Regions from separate parts of the Gossypium arboreum genome. Here region 2 is linked to region 1. The links are chromatin contacts, called in public Hi-C maps. All regions are on one chromosome and are shown on one strand. The core of a region is the stretch at or near the end of the contact, and the rest is flanking DNA. Distances in the headings are between cores, read along the strand shown.

Region 1 (2,553 bases), core at 31-2,530:
TGTTTCTTTTTCATTTGTTTTACATATATATATATATATATATATATATAAAATAATATAATATATATAATGTAATAATATAATAATATAAATTAATATATTACTTATTTTTAAGTTAATTTAATATATATTTTTATTAAAATATCTTTGATATTTTTATTGTAAACCGCCTCAACATTTAAAAAATAGCATAATTACCTATTTGGTCCTTTTAACTTTTTAGTTTATAATTAAACTTTTACCCTTTAGGCAATTTAGCCCTTTTTCATAATTATTTCTAATTAAGTCAAATTCACCTAATCAAAATCTAATTAACTACACAATTAGTTTCGTAAATATTTATTAAAAATATTTATGAATCCGATTTACCTGAACGGAGTCCTGAAAATATACTTTTTTTTATTTATTATTTGGCCCTTTTTAATCAATTAACTACAAAACCAATAAAATTTTCTTATCAAAATTTTCATGCCTCCTTTCTATCATAATATAGACCATGCCATAATATTAAAATAAAATTTTCTTTTTAGCTCAGATTTGTGGTTACAAAACCATTGTTCCGATTTCATTGAAATTGGGTCGTTACACACTCTCTCTCTCTCTTGGGTGGGGTGGACTAATGTTTTATTTGAAAATGTGCTATTTTCTATTTTTGCATGTACTATTAATCTACAAGAACTATTGAGCCGACAACTACTGTTCTAATATGTAGGAGAACACAACTTGACATGCAAGATTGTGGTCAATGGGTTAAGAGCAGGATGGAAGACAGGGGAGCCAAACCTTGTGAATTTTCTAAAACAGCTCATTCTCACAAACCCTCTGATTCAGTTCAAACACTACTTTTTCTGGTAAATAATATGGTGATATTTTGATGCTTTTCCTTCTTTGAGTTGCTAAAAGTATCTCCATTAATGGTTCTATCTTTTAGATTTAACAAACTCACCATATATGTTTGTATATTTATGCCACTTATCACTATCATGATTAGGTATCTCGATATTATTGTCACAGTCGTTACAAAACACTATCCTTCATTTTTTATCTTATTTTATCTCAATTAATTGTTGGTTAGCGAATGCATTCTTTTTTTTTATTTAGATTTGCAACTAGAATAATCATGACTTTTGCAATTTGTTTTTGCTCGATTTCCTTTTTAATTATTAATTTTTTCTCACCTTGTGTAGGTTCTCTCCGTAATCCTCAGACTGTATCTTTCTTGGTACTGCTAGATCTTCTTTAAAAGGGTAAAAAGTTTTTTATTTAGCTTGCCCCACTCAGTTTTGATGATGTTATAGTGTCTGGCATGTGATAGGATTATTCCAGTTCAAGAAAAGCACTTTTCAGGAGTTTTGGAGAAATCACCTCGAATAACAAAGCTTTTGAAGCTTTCAAGTTAATAATCTGTAAAACTAATGAATGGAGGGCTTTAAACAAAGCTACAATTGTTGGGGCTTGGGTTACTGGGCTTTAGCTTGAATTCAGTACAGATTTTGAAGTGTGTTGTATTTGATTTTTGTTCTTATTCCGCTCCACGAATATCCCTATCATGTGTCGGCTGAGTATAAGCTATTCAAGGGATATCCCCTTCATATCACATCCCGGTTCAGAATTTTCACTGCCCAATTCAGTTGTTTTAGTGTTCCGTTAAAATTTTTTGGTGTCTGGACCCGGCTACCTGTCACACTTATTTCAGGCAGGGATATTCTAATGACCCAAAATCCGTGGGCACTAGAACAGTATATTATCGGACCTTCGACGTAGTGAACCGGGTTTAAAAATAATTATTAGAAATATTTATGGGTTTAGTGGTGTGTCTAATTAGGTGAATTTAGCTTAATTTAGAGTAATTAGAAAAAAAGACTAAATTGAATAAGAGGTAAAAGTTTAAATCTAAAGCAATAGAAAGTAAAAAGGACCAAAATGGCAAAAATGCCATTAAGTAATGGTTGAGGCGGCATAAATGTATTAAAATCTAAGATTTTATTTAGATTATATATATATATATTATATAATTGATTAGTATAATTATTAATTGTTATGGTTTTATATTATTATTAGTATTATTATTAAATAAATTAAATAGTAGAGAATTGTATGGTAATAAAAATATTGGTACATTTGTAATTTAAATACTTAAATTACTTATAATTTAAGTATAAAGATATTTTTAATTAAATAATTAAATTATGATATTTTATACAATAAACAAATTGAATAATGACAATTGTAATAAAAACATTAGTACATTTGTAATAAATAGATACATGTGCACTTGTTATAAAATAATTTGTTTATTTAATATTAAAGTAATAGATAATTAGATCAAATTATATTATTGATAATTAAATAATTAAATTATTATATTTTTGTGTAAAAATAAAAATAAACGATGGCAAGTGTATGGTATTGGTGGTGTACATTTGTATGTATTTGATTAAATACTTAATAGATATTTAAAATAAATATATTATAATATATGCTAATTAAATAAATAAAGTAAATAAAGTAAATAAAAGATAAAAGAAAAAGAAACAAACAGAATAGAAACAG
Region 2 (2,553 bases), core at 28-2,527, 38 kb after region 1:
CACTTGTCCTCTTCATCCATTGCTTCCACCTAATTAGTCTTCCTCCTTTGTAGCCCGATTGATTTCATTTGCACATTGAACTTGAAAAAAAGAATTTGGATAACCAACTGTTTAGGTTCATTATGGACGTAAAATTAAAAAAAAAATTCTTATTTTTTTACTTTTTTAAATAATGCAATATATATATATATTATTTTTAAGACACGTTTCAATATTCTATTGTCTTCCAACCCAAAATCTAATAGTGTTATTCAAGTGCTAATAAAATGTAGCAACTTGGCTTACGGTTTCCAAGTTTAGTTGCCAATTATGTCAAAAAAAAAAATTAGGTACCAAATAGTTACAAATTGCTGAGTTCAGGAGTCACTGTAATTATTAACTTACTTTTAAAATATATTTTACTTAGTTGTCTTTTATTCATGTGCACCATATATATATTAGGTTAAATTCCGCGATTTGTTTATGTACTTTGTGAAAGTTATAAATTTAGTTTCTATACTTAATTTGATTAATTATAGTTTTTGTGCTTTTCGAATTGGTAACTTTTAATTCTTATACTTTTTGAATTTTGATTTTTAATCTGACTCAAACAATAACATCAAATTTCATTTGGTTAAATTAAATTACTAATTTTGTAGTATGCTTACAATTATAGATTTGCTCAATATTCTCCAATTGGATCATTCCAATTTCCTATACTTTTCAAAATTTGAAATTTCAGTTTTTATGAAAATGACAATCGTTAATCTATTAACTGGATTTTAGTGAATAATATGTGAAAATAATTAGCTGACATGACATTATATATATGGTAATATGTTTGTCGCCAGTGGCATAACTAGGGGCTGATAAGGCCCCTGACCCCCCTGAAATAAAAAATTTTCATTTAGGTCCTTTAAAATTTTTAAAATAGTACATGTAAAATTGTACTTTGGCATCTCTAAAAATGATACAATTTTAATTTGATCATTTAAAATTATAAAAATATAGGCTATTAAAATAGTAAAATTAAATTTTTAGTATCGTAAAAATTATAATTTAATTTCACCATTTAAAAGATATTTTTGGTTTTGCCCTATTTATCGCATCAATTTTAAAATTAATAAAATATAACTTAATAAATTTAAGGTGTGAATTTTAAATTTAAAAATATAAAATTAAAATAACTAAATTAAAATATAAAAATTAAATCCATAACTAAATATGCATATATATATATATATATTAATAGCAGAATTTAACCTATATTTTGAGTAAGAAACTAACAGTATATTTTGATCTGAAAGAAATCTAAGAAGCCCGAGCGTGAGTCAGCATAGAGTTAATTCTAGTATAAAACAAAAAGCAAACGCAATTTTACCAACCAAAGAAAGAATCTAAAACCTTTGGAGCTTACCGTGAATGCCCCCCTCTTACTCTCCGCATTTCCTTCCTTTCTCTTCACAATTTCTCACCCACACCATAAAACCCTCACTCTTTTCTCCGACGATGAAGGATCGGCCTCCGTCCTTGTACGGCGCCGTCTACGTCCCTCCCCACCACCGTCTCATCTCATCTCCTAACAACCAAAATGCTACCAAGAACTCCTCCGCCCCCGCGATTCTCTCCAAGCTTCGCGACCACCAAAACACACCCATTTTGAACGCTAAGGGCACTGCTTCTCCTCCTTCTTTGCCACACTTACAACAGCAACAGCAACAGCAACAGCAAGGGACTTATAATAACAATAATGGTAGTAAAAGCAGTAATAATCAAAATGCACAGTATAATTCGGCTTACTGTCTGGGGATTTCCGAGAATGTCTCTGATCGCCAGCTGGATTTGTCTTTGCAATCGGTTAGTTCTCTTCATACTTAACATATTTCCATTCGGCAATTTTTCCTGTAAAATGAAGTTCTTGTGTTTGATTGTTTATTGGCGGAAATTAAATTCTTGTTTTTTGGCGTCGGGTTAGGCTAATTTAATTCTTTGTTTTAAAAGATATCACACTTTATGTGGTTCGTTTCTCATATTCATAGCAATGAAGGTTTCCGATTTCTGGTAATGAGAAAACAAGTTGAAAATATTTCCTGGCTTTAGAAGTAAAGTAAGTGGAATTGGGATATGATTTCCGTAGGTCAGAACTGCATGCCTTTCTGAAAGTTCTTGAGGCATTGCATTGCTTCTGGGCCTTTGACTTGGGATCAATAAGAAAAAGTAACCATTTAAGCCGTCCTTTTAATATTTCAAATGGTGAACATTTGATGGAGCTAAAAAAAGTAAAATGAGTGGCGAGCACTTTCAGTTTGGAGTTATATATGATTAATTGAAAATATTGTTGCTGAGGATTACTAATTTGCTTGTTCTGAATAGCTTATCTGGATACCTTTTTGGACTGAAATGTCCTCAGATTATGGCTTTGACCTATGTGCAACCATGCATGAGGATAAAATTTAAGATTATAACCAAGTGAATTTCACTCTAAATATCACTCCTAATAAACTCAAGACTAATACTATGCTAAAGCCCATCGTGTGTGGCTTGGTCACATTAACATTATGTTTGGATTGAGAA

What was found. A called contact is a pair of places that touch in the nucleus more often than the background predicts.
Region 2: a Hi-C map of leaf shows a contact between it and region 1, with 2.4 times the contacts expected there. The contact joins the promoter of LOC108456824 here to the enhancer-like site in region 1. A contact is called at or near these places in 2 of 5 Hi-C or Micro-C datasets (both in leaf).

What each region holds. Positions count from the first base shown.
Region 1 is chr3:9,918,136-9,920,688 of ASM2569848v2, forward strand. No RefSeq gene overlaps it. Among protein-coding and RNA genes, the nearest start is that of LOC108455128, 4.1 kb to the left of the region's middle. Within about 2 kb of position 1,281, at least 2 of the 2 cell types and tissues checked have an H3K27ac peak or open chromatin away from gene starts, as enhancers often do. A contact at or near this core is called in leaf, where this site is marked.
Region 2 is chr3:9,956,043-9,958,595 of ASM2569848v2, forward strand. LOC108456824 (DExH-box ATP-dependent RNA helicase DExH5, mitochondrial) reads left to right here and starts at 1,278. Exons shown (of 19, transcript XM_017755515.2): 1 at 1,278-1,836. The coding sequence starts at 1,402.